Regions from separate parts of the Mus musculus genome. Here region 2 is linked to region 1. Evidence: chromatin contacts called from public Hi-C data. All regions are on one chromosome and are shown on one strand. Each heading gives the region's core, a stretch centred on a gene start, on an enhancer-like site or on the middle of the called end of the contact. The rest is flanking DNA. Distances are from core to core; before and after follow the strand shown.

What was found. Hi-C and Micro-C count contacts between places; a contact is called where the count stands out from the background.
Region 2: a Hi-C map of cerebellum shows a contact between it and region 1, with 4 times the contacts expected there. The contact joins the promoter of Onecut1 here to the promoter of B230323A14Rik in region 1. A contact is called at or near these places in 2 of 39 promoter capture datasets (cranial neural crest and embryonic stem cells) and 13 of 484 Hi-C or Micro-C datasets (B cells, cerebellum, cortical neurons and 4 more).

What each region holds. Positions count from the first base shown.
Region 1 is chr9:69,759,533-69,765,084 of GRCm38.p6, reverse strand. B230323A14Rik (RIKEN cDNA B230323A14 gene) reads right to left here and starts at 3,939. Exons shown (of 5, transcript NR_040765.1): 1 at 3,873-3,939. Foxb1 (forkhead box B1) reads left to right here and starts at 4,145. Exons shown (of 2, transcript NM_022378.3): 1 at 4,145-4,537; 2 at 4,785-5,552. The coding sequence starts at 4,839.
Region 2 is chr9:74,860,548-74,866,433 of GRCm38.p6, reverse strand. Onecut1 (one cut domain, family member 1) reads right to left here and starts at 4,513. Exons shown (of 2, transcript NM_008262.3): 1 at 3,033-4,513. The coding sequence starts at 4,137. Gm33562 (a long non-coding RNA gene) reads left to right here and starts at 3,298. Exons shown (of 4, transcript XR_870924.1): 1 at 3,298-3,372. It overlaps Gm38678 (a long non-coding RNA gene), which reads right to left and starts at 636. Exons shown (of 3, transcript XR_870922.2): 1 at 1-636.

The DNA of each region.
Region 1 (5,552 bases), core at 2,690-5,189:
AGCCTGAGGTCCAGAACTGGAAAGCGAGGCAAAGTCGTGCGGGGAGAGGGTGGTGGTGAATGAGGTGTGTGTTGGGGGGTGGGGGTGGGGTTTACAGTTGCCCAGGACAAACAGCCTGCTACATTCAGCACGGTATTTTTTTTTTTTTTAATTGTCCACTGACAGGCTGAAGAAGTTTGTTTAGTACTGAATACCCCGGGAACAAAATCCTTTTGAAAGGAGAGCTAAGTCGTTTCACGCCACCAAAGTGCGGATTTGGGCAAGAATGACTGATGGGACAAAGAGACGCGGTGCATTAGCGCGGGTTTCTCAGAGCGAGCACGGCGAGCAGTAGCAGCAAATAACTATCCGAGGCGACCAGGAATGGTGGGGCGCGTCATAGAAGACCCTCAAGACCCTTAAAACCTAGCTCCCGCTGCACGCCAGTACTCAGTCCTCCCTGCTGCCCCACTATGAGCCCAAGTCGCCGATAGGCGAACAGTAGGTAGTGCAAGAGAGAAGCGAGGGACAGTGGTAATATAGGAAAGTGGGGGGATAAGCGGGAGAATCTGACTGCAGGACCGCGGGGGCAAAGCCCGGCTCAGCCTTGTCGCTGCAGGTTGCATGTGGTTCACATTCCGAGTAGGGGCGACGGGTATTGTTTTTGGCGTTTGGGAAACTTTCAGAAGCTGCTGGGTATGTTCCTGCCACCTCCCATCCGGTTTGGTAAATATTAACAAACTGGACGTGGTTGTTTTCTGGATTGTGTTTGTTGGGTTGGAGGGAGGGAATGGCTAAGGGGAGGGTTCTCCTCTCCACACACACACACACACACACACACACACCTGCTTAACAACACAAGGAATCAAAATCAATATTGTTTTTGTCACCCCTCTGTCTCCTTTTCACTCCCTCGGCAGCTCGGGTGCCACTGAAGCGAATTGTGGATTTATGGAGGGAAATTAGCATAAATTATTGCAAAATCTGCAGCCGTGTGTGGTCCAGCTTATGGGAAAAGAGGCTCTAGCAAACTTTCAGTAGAGAAAGGTGGTAGGCGGTGGGCTTGACGAGTCGATGAACGGTCCGTGCTGGAGGGGATCACCATTTGGTTGGCACATGGGGTATAATTGACTTGTGTGTGTTTTATATAGTTTTCCCAACAACCCCTTAAGCCCCCCGGTCGGATGTTGCCCCCTCCCACCTCCACCAAGCTTCTATTGGCTTTGGGTTTTGTACAAAAGACTGACGCACTTTTTCAAGATTTCTGGAAAGCATTCAGTCTCTTTATAATACCATCCTTAAAATGCTGTAAACAGCTTGCAACTCCACCCTCCCTCTCTAGGGCTTTGAAGACCTCTGACAGGAACTGAGGTAGAACTTTGCAGCAATGCCCGGGAGTTAAATGTGCCTCTACAGCTCCATTCCCCTCACAAGCAAACTTAAGTGATTAAGTTCTGTTTACTTGATTAACCCTAAACATGGGCAGTGAGCCTCAGCTTCCTTCTCAAAAGTAATGAGACTGAAAATTCGGCAAACATCAATTCCTACATGTAATACTGCATGGACACAGTGGTGACAACTTTCCCCAGGGAAATGAACAAAGATTTATTCCAAGTTAAAGTGATTGTTTTGGGTTTGTCCGTGTCCCCCCCCCCCCCGTGAACGTTTTCACTTTTAGAATTTAGTTAATCTTCTGTTTGCTCTGAGCAGTGATTTCGACAACCACACAAAGACCCCTTTTGCAGGACAACAAAATGTCAATTGTTAAACCTTACGCTATTCCTCACCCAGACCGGGTAGAAAAGTATCTTACTGGTTGCCATTGGGGGTAGGGCTGGGGGGGGGGGAGGTAGGGACGATGGTCTTTTACCATCTGGGATGCAATCACCATAAATATTTTATCCATCTTTGCATTTCGGTATGAACCCCTGCACATGTTTGCTAAAGGGAATCTGTAAAATACTCAAGGGCTTCCAAGCCGGCACCTTTCCACCCAGGAGCAATCCTACCTTGGCTTAAAGCCGCGATTGCTTTAGTGCCTCCGAAGCTCTATCTAGAGCAAGCAAGGCAAGGAACCAGAACTCCATCCCACTTCAAACACCCCTCGGGTTCCCCACCCCTTTGCGCTCCCAGCTCCTCCCACTGCAGGCCCTGGAGCCTAACCCGGGCACGCGCAGAAACACCACCAAACCTTAGTTTGTTGTTGTAGCGCGCGCAGCTCAGTCCAGTAGGGCTGCCTCTGGCCCAAACTGGGCCTAGGGTCCAACTGATTTAATCTTTGGAGAAGGGAGATCCACATATCTGCCCTGTTCTAGCCTTGCCCCCAGAGACGGGTCAATGCTTCTACCCCCACCCCCCTGCTCGCACCTCCTCCCTCCTCCTGGTTATTTTTTCCCCCGAATTAAGAAGGTGACTTGAGTCTTCCCTTCAAGCACTCTGTTAATATTGAAAAACGTGCGCTTGCATCTAAAGCGCAGCAGCCCAGGCGCCAGAGCCATTTCAATATTAATGAAATTGTTTAATCTCCTAAATTCGTCGTGTTTAAGTTACGTTTTGGTGAGTTATTGACCGGCTTCGAAACTGTGGTTAATGAAGTTATGTGAGTAGGGATGTGTGTGTGTGTGTGTGTGTGTGTGTGTGTGTGTGTGTGTGTGTGTGTATGTGTGTGTGTGCGCGCGCTCGGAAGCTGAAAGGTTTTCTTGCTATTCACAGACTAATGCTCTACTGTCACTCAAAGTGTAACAAACGTCACACTACAACTATCAGTCTGCTCCTATGGGGGAGGGGGAGGAAGAAAGAAAAAAGGAAAAAGAGGTTTTCGGAGTTTAAAGACAGTTCTGTTAGGCTGTAGGTATTAAGTATTTAACCTAGTGGCATGGGGTTCTTTTTAAAACCACAAAGGCCCCCGGAAAGCGCTGAAAAGCGTGGAACTCCTGGCTTGTACTCATTGCGTGCAAGCCGAAGGGTTGAGTCGCGGTTTATTCCCTAACAGTTTGATGAAGACGGCGACGACGAAGAAGAAGATGATGATGATAATGATACTAATGATTCATTTAATCCTCACAAGGCAAATATGAACTCGAAGGAGCCCGCTATTCTCTCCAGGCCTGGTGCCACGTGCCCCCCCCCCCCCCAAAAAAAAAACCTCGCTGGTCTCAGCAGGCACTGTTTGTCTTTTCATGGAGTTCTAAACTCTAAAGAAACTATTCCCATGTAAAAAGGGGGAGGGGTCTGCAAAATGCTGACCCGCTAACTTCCAAGAAACCTCAGACTTCGCAAGCACCTGGAAAAAGGAGACCCGGAAGCCATAGCGTACATTGGACAAACTCCCGCCCTCCCCAGGCCCACACGCTGCCTTGCCTCAATTTACCCTGAACGTCCTTGTGCCCATTAAATCTCTGAAAAACGTATTAAAGCAGAACCTAATACATTCATCCATTCTTTTCAAAGAACAAAAAACAAAAAACAAAAACCCCAAACTTACCTTGGCCTGGAGAGATGGCTCAGCCGTTAAAGGCTAGGCTCACAACCAATATATATATATTGAATATATATATATTCAAAACGGACTTATCCACCCAGCTGTCCAAATATATCTATCTATATGCGTCTATTAACTTTACCACCTTTTTAAAGCGACAGACAAATTTCTACCTGCCTCTTGCAGGACTGGGGGTGGGATTGCGAGGTAGGTTTCCATTTGAACAACCCATCCAATCAACCCCGCGCAGTGGCAACCAAAGTAGAAAGGTCGCCCTTCAGGAGAAAGCCTGTGCTATAAGTTAGCTAACAATACAAACCCGACACAAAGCAAAGGAAACAGAATACCCCAGCCGAGCAATTTCCATGTCAAACACCACCGGCGCGGCAGATAGCTCAGAGTGAGTGGTCACCTGCCAGCCGGCTCCGCGCGCTGCTCCGCTCATACCTTCCCATTGCGCACACCGGTAGGCGCTGCCCGCTCCCCGCGGGCGGCAGAGGCTCTTCCCGGTCTCCCAGTCTTCGGCTGGAAGTGATTCCTATTGGCCAAGGTGTCCATGTAAATAGGTGTGAAAGAAACCAGCGCTGGCCAGGCTCTCTCTCCTCTCCCTCAGTCCCCTCCCTCTGCAGCCCCCGCTCCCCCTCCTTTTCCTCCTCCTCCCAAGGCGATTGTCATACGATAGCTAAGAAGTGGCACATTAATGAAGCGCCGCTACAGGGGTCTTTTCTGCTCCTGTCACCGCTTAAAACTATCAGATGGTTCGAGGGTGGACATGGAGGCAGCCACCTAGCTCAGCGGAACCACGAACACCACAGCAGCGTCCTCTGGATCCCTGAGGCGGCGTCTGCCACTGTCCTCACGGGCACTCCGCAGCCGAGTTCGGTCTCCCAGCAGGGCGCACGACCCACGAGCGCGCTGCGCAGCCCGCGGAGAGGAGCTCTACCGGGCTGAGTCCAAGCCTAGCTGGCAGCGAGTCTCACTGCTCCCCGACGCTGCGCTCCGGTCGCGCGCAGGGAGGGACTCGGCCACCAGCCACGCCATCCCGGATGCGGACCGGCAACTTGGAACAACTTTAAGGTGAGCATCTATCTCTCTGTCCCCTCCCCTGAATCCAGGTCCTACCTACTTTCCTGCAAACCTCTCTGCTGCTCTCGGTCTTCCCCTCTCCACTTCCCCTAGCTGAGTCTTACCCAGTTTGGTGCGCAAAGTTGCTGGCACCCGAATCCCCTCTTCCCCACCCCCTATATCTGTGACTCGGCCTGAGTGACCTCGCCAGTGTCTCTGCACCTATGCTGCCCTTCTCCATCACCTCCCCCCTTCTCAGATTCGACCAGTCCTCCGGGCCGCGCGGACCCTGAGCAAGTGGCCAAGCAAGAAGATGCCTCGGCCGGGCCGCAACACGTACAGCGACCAGAAGCCGCCCTACTCATACATCTCGCTGACCGCCATGGCCATCCAGAGCTCTCCGGAGAAGATGCTGCCGCTCAGCGAGATCTACAAGTTCATCATGGACCGCTTCCCCTACTACCGGGAGAACACGCAGCGCTGGCAGAACAGCCTGCGCCACAATCTCTCCTTCAACGATTGCTTCATCAAGATCCCGAGGCGGCCAGACCAGCCGGGCAAGGGCAGCTTCTGGGCGCTGCATCCCAGCTGCGGGGACATGTTCGAGAACGGGAGCTTCCTGCGGCGTCGCAAGCGCTTCAAGGTGCTCAAGTCAGACCACCTGGCGCCCAGCAAGCCGGCGGACGCCGCGCAGTACCTCCAGCAGCAGGCTAAGCTGCGGCTCAGCGCGCTGGCCGCCTCGGGCACGCATCTGCCGCAGATGCCGGCCGCTGCGTACAACCTGGGCGGTGTGGCGCAGCCTTCCGGCTTCAAGCATCCCTTTGCTATCGAGAACATCATCGCTAGGGAGTACAAGATGCCTGGGGGGCTGGCCTTCTCTGCCATGCAGCCGGTTCCGGCTGCCTATCCTCTCCCTAACCAGTTAACTACCATGGGCAGCTCTCTGGGCACTGGATGGCCACATGTGTACGGTTCCGCGGGTATGATCGACTCAGCCACCCCCATCTCCATGACTAGTGGCGACTAC
Region 2 (5,886 bases), core at 3,264-5,763, 5.1 Mb before region 1:
TCAGAGGCGGGGCACCCAGCTCAGTCTCCCCACCCCACTCGGGACCAGAAGCGGCGTGCGTCTGGTCACGCTGCGTTTTAATGAGCAGCAGCAAGCATTACATTGAGGCAACATCTATTGATTTTTAAAAGGTAGTTAATTTGGTGAGAATTTCCTCCAGTCTTTCACCAGCACTTGTAATTTATACACCAGAAGGCGCCTCCCCAAACATACTGCCACGTGCAGAAGATTTGACCCTCCAAACAAGCTACAGTGGAACACAGAGAGGCAAGTGGAGCACCTCTCTTCCACTGAAGAGTAAAGGAACTCAGCAGGGTCTTATAAAGGGGTTGAGAAAGGATGCTGATTTACTCTTTGGCGAACAGCTAACAAAGCAGCAGCAGCGGCGGCGGCTGGTCCTGGGGAGCAGGTACCAAGTTCCTGCAGTTGCCACACCAAAGCATCAGGCGGGTCAGTCCTAGGCTCCATCACGAGGCCTGCTAGTCACCATTTCAAGGATCAGAAACCGACTTCTCTTTAAAGAAAGAAATCAATGAGCAGGGCTGGGTTTTCTTTAGTGGCTCCAAAAATAGGCTGCGACTTTCCTGGAGAATGGGATGGTTCTGAGCTCTTTGCTGTGAGTACCTTTTTCCCCTCCCCCCAGCCCCCTCCCCTGCCTCACTGAGGCCTTTATGTTAAAGAAACCAAATAGGAAAAGAAGGAAGAAAGAAAGAAAGAAAGAAAGAAAGAAAGAAAGAAAGAAAGAAAGGAAAAAGAAACGAAATAGGAGGTGCTCTGCTGTGTCTCAGGACATCCAGTGTCCCCTGGTTTTACATCCACTGACGCCTCCCGTGTGCCACACATTCTAGGAAAGGGCCAGATGCCTGGTGCCAAGAATAACAGAGAGCTAGCCATCTGGACTTAGGTGTGTAGATATCCCTAAGACGACCTTCTAGGTCTCATGAGCTCAGCACCCAACTCATCCCTTTGGTGCACAGGTTCTAGAACTTGGTCTTCCTTCATGGGGCTCCCCAGCACCAAGCAGCCACCCCCCAAATCCCTGGCTCAATTTTCTTATCTGGAAGTCAGTGGACCTTGCATAGGACAGACAGGTTAGGTTTCCAGGACTAAGCAATCGGCTCAGTACAGGACCTATCATATCAGTCTGTCCTTCCCGGCAGTGACAGAGACCATCCTGTGACAGAGACCATGTGGGATGTCACTGACGTCTCGAGTGTCTTCACCAAGTAATGGGGTGTGACTTTCATGAGGGAGTAGCTTTTTATCCACACTCCTGGACCCCACAATGGATAGCCTCAAAGCACTACCTTGCCTGGAAGGTCTGGAGCAATGGCTTCAAGAAGGTGTAGTGGAAGGTTCTGGAGCAGAAGGGAGAGAGAGCAGCAAGGTCAGCTGCTCGCAGGGGCCCAATGGAGCTACACAGAGTGCTACAGAATGGAACCGGGAAGGCTTAGGGGTGACATTCCATCAGCCCAGGTCCTCCATCTGAGCTGAGGCCTCATCAGATTCCTGGGTCACCAACCAGAGTCTGCTTTGAGAACTTTATAGCAAAGGGCTTAGCTATGCTAGAAATTCTGGGTGGTCAGAGGCTGAAGCAGTATAGCATTCGCGAGGGAAGGCCTCTAGAAGCCAGATTGGGGGGAACCGTTAGGGTAGCCTCGAGGACTAGGATCTGAGGCTAGTCCACACCTACCTCTCCCCAGCTTCTCATTGGCAGACACCGGGTGGGGGAAGGGGGGTTCGGCCTCACGCTTTGATTTTAGTCTGTGAAACGGCTCAGTGCCCTCGGCTCAGAGCGGATTGACTGTCTTTCATTCTCTAGGGACGAATTAATGGAGAACGATCAGTTAATTAACAAACCCTCATTCCAGCGTTTACCTTTCTCTTCACCAAGACTCAGACCTGGGCGCAAGGCTCAGATGAGGCTGTGTGTGTGTGTGTGTGTGTGTGTGTGTGTGTGTGTGTGGCTTGGGGATGGGGGGTTGGGGGTGGGAGGACAAGGATACTGGAGTCAATCAACGCAACAACCTCCGCCCAGGTCTATGAACACAGTCCGCCCCTAGGCTGCCCTTTTCTCGCGTCTTCAAGGGTCGCCGAGTGTGCCTGGATCCCTGATGCAGTTCCAGCTGAGCTCAGCTGTCCACTAGGTCTCTTGGCCCACTACAGGAGCCAGGCCTGGTGCCTGCACTTGGCAGCTGAGACTTTCAGTGTCGTCCCCCGCCCCCCTCCCCCAATCAAACAGCCTGCTAGGAATTTTGAACTGGGTGACAGGCTTGCTGATTCGAAAGACATTTACACATTCCCACCCAGTAGCAGCACAGAGACTTAGATGGGAAAAAAAAAAAAGCATGACGACGACGCAAAAGCTAGTTGTCAGCCCAGGCTCAACCGGGAGTTTCCTGGGGGATCTGGTCACTGTCCGCCTCTGTCCCCTTCCTTTCCACAGCTGGTTATATACTCAGCGATGTGTGATAACCCCTCCAAAGCAGCCCGCCATGCACTGATCGCCTGCAGGTTTGGAATCTGTGTGCACACCCTATTGAAGTGCGGACCCCCTTGCGCGTGGCGCCAATAAAATCGGCCAAGAGCGGGTCGCCGCAGCCAGCTCAGCCAATATTGACTGGCAGCTTGAACAGCGCCTGGCCCGCGCGGGGTATGTGCCTTGAGCAACGGGTGCTAGTTCTTGGTATGCTTCGTCCCTTCCTAAACCCTCTTGTGTTCCGCTGAGATTCCGCCAGGTTCCAAGAGTCTCTCTGCCCGCGGCTCAAAACCTTGCAGCTCTGTCCCCGAGCACAAACGCAACCCCGAAGTCGCGGAGGCCACCTTGTTCGGTCTTCGAAGCCTCCCTTAGCCCAATGCGCTGAGCCCTTGGAGAAGGAGGAGGAGGAGGTTGACTCCCTGAGCTGGCTCTTCCAGGTCTAGGGACACCTCTCTTGAAGAAAGGGGAGGCGGAGCGGGACGAAGCGCGCCCAGCCTTTCTCATTCCCTCCCACCGTCAGTCCCTTATCTCGCCCACGCGCCCAGCGCCTCACCTGCTAAGCGGAGCGCCGACATGCGCTGGAACTCCGGCTCCTGCAGCCACTTCCACATCCTCCGGAAGGTCTCCCGACCCGACTTGAGTTTGCTCCAGGGCTTGGGGTTTCGCAGCAGGTCCGAAAGGGTCCCCTGGGAACGGCAGAGCACCCTCTGCGCGAAGATGGCCTGTGGGATGCTGTAACGTTTGAGCTCGGTGGTGATACGCTGCGCCACCTCTTTGGTATTGATCTCTTCCATCTGCCCTGAATTACTTCCATTGCTGACCTGCGCGCCGGTCACCGAAGGGTTGGGCTCTCGGGCTGTGCCCAGGAGCTGTCCGTGGCCCTGGGCATTCAGGTGGGCATGAGGATGGTGCGGAGGAAGGCCGTTGATGGGTACCATGCCGGCCGAGGTGGGCGTGAGGTGCTGCTCCCCGTGGCGACCGAGCATGGCAGGGTGGTGGGCTTCAAAGCCATTTGGGGTGAGCATCTTGTCGGTGGGCATAGCCGCGCCGGGATGAGCATAGTGGGGAAGTCCTTGCTGGGAGTTGTGAATGCTGCCCAGACCGGAGCCAGAGAGGGGCGAGAGGCTCTGGCCCATGCCAGCCACGTCCTTGTGGTAGGGGGTATAGAGGTTATTCATAGAGGCCAGCCCGCGCTCATCCCGCATAAGTGTGAAACTACCGCTCACGTTGCCCGCCAGGCGCTGGTGGTGGTGTGGGTGGTGGTGGTGATGGTGGTGGTGATGATGGTGAGGGAACTTGTCGGACACGGTGGAGATGGGCGGCAGCGGCTGCAGAGGGGTTAAGGTAGTGTAGGTGGTGGGCATGCTCATACCTGGGGGAGTTTCACAGGCCATGGTCATGGTGGGGTGCAGGGGGCCAGCCAAGCTGTGCTCAGGGGCGCGGTGGTGGTGGTGGTAATCGCTGCCTCCGCTGCCGCCGTCCAGCAGGGACGCCATGCCCATGGAACGCGGGTGCGCGGGAGGCAGGTGGCTGCCGCGGTGTCCCACGGAGCTGCGCGCGTGAGGGCTGCCGCCCAGCAGGTCAGCAGGGGCGGGCACCGGCTCATGGCTCACCCCGTGCAGCTCGCCGATCGCCTCCATGGTCAGCTGTGCGTTCATCGTGATGCGGGCGAGCGGGCTGCAACATCGATGTGGCCGGGCAGAGGCGGCGAGGGGCGCAAGGAGTCCAGTCTTCACATCGGCTGCCTGCGACTGTGGCCTTTCTTCCTCTCACTGTGGGGATCTGTGTCTCTCGCTCTCTCTGTGTGTGTCTTGCCTTCTCTCTTGCTCCCACCTTCCCCTCTGTCTTTTTTTTTTCTTTTAATATTAATTTCCAAAAAGGACCCGTGCTGTTGGGAGAGCGCGGTACCCCTAGCCCACCCAGCCCGGCCCCCTCTCGCCCCTCTTCTTAGAATCCTGCTGCCCCAGGCTCCCTTGACGCGGCCCGTGCGCCTGCCGCGGCTGCTGCCTGCCTGTGCCGCCCGCCAGCTCGAGCCATGGCTCGGTTACTGTTGCAGACTGTGGCTGCGATTCCGTAGCCGCCGCCGCTGCCGCTGCCCGCCCTCACGCCCGCCGGGCGTAGCGCGCATGCGCGCTTCCAGGCCCCGCCCCCTCGGTCCCAGCGCTCCGTGACGTCCCAGCACAAATGAACCGAGGGGGTGGGGTGGGGGTGGGGGGGACAGAGCTTTCTCAGCGGCGCCGAATGGCCCGGGATCAGTGAGCACGTGCACGGGACGCGCGCAGAGTGCGACCTGGAGCCGCCTCCACAGTCCTCGGAGACTTGCTACCTCCTGGTCTTCCTCACTACCTCCCTCTCTCTTTCCATCCGGACTTTCTTGCCTGGTTTCTGTCACCGTGAGCCAGCTAGGTTTGAGAACCAGAGCCCCTGAGTCTGAGTTGCTAGTTCCCGGTACAGGTTACCGGCGGGGAGTAGAAACTATGTCATGGCCCAAAGCCCACTCGCCCATTGGGCTTTATTCCCTAGAGGATCGCTGGAGACCAACTCATTCACTGTCCTTAAATAGTTGTCCTACGGGGACTTGGGACGTGTATATACCCTGAAGGCCTAGGTCGGGACGCTGTATCCCGAACTGCCATCCATGATCCTCTCAAGTACTCCTCGAACTACCTTTCTCCATCTGAGCCCGGGGCCGAGGAGCACTCAGGAATCTGTGCTCAGTGAGGAGCACTCAGATCGAGGCCACCCCTCACTGTCCCAGACCTCAAAGAAGGTCTGTCACTTTGCTCCCAATTAAGATAGCTCTCCCACTTTGGATAACTCTGCTTGGGGGATACTGAGGGAGACAGGAGAGAGGGCCTGGTTAGCATGGAAGGGGGCGGGGGGGGGGGGACGGAGCTGGTTTTTTAGTTACTCCACAGCCTTTCTAGAAAAGAACCTAGAGGCTTGGAAGAAGTACCCCACGCAGGCAGAGTGCACGCGGCTGAGCCGAGCGGCTTGGACCGCAGGGACGCTTTCCTTTTCCTGGCGTCCCTGCAAGAAGCCTCCAGATTTGAAAATCAATTCAGCTTTGGGCATAATTGTGCCCCTGTCACAGTCACGCTCCAATCCGGAATTGAACCCGGGCCTTCAGCCTGGTGGGGACGCGTGGGGAGGCCCCCAGTGTGGGACACACACCCGGCCGCCACATGCCGCGGCTTTCTTTTATTTACAAAAGAAAGAAAGAAAAAAGTCCGTAACAAAAGGCAGAGCCTTGTCTGCTTAGGTGCTTTTATCCCTTGGAGAAAGGACAGATGTGCCCATTGTCAGGCCCTTGGCAGTTACGGCCGGGTCAGCGCCGAGTCTCAGCCTGGGGCTAGCGGTGCTCACAATAAAGATAGCCTCAGAGCGGGCTTTCAGGGCTCAGCTAC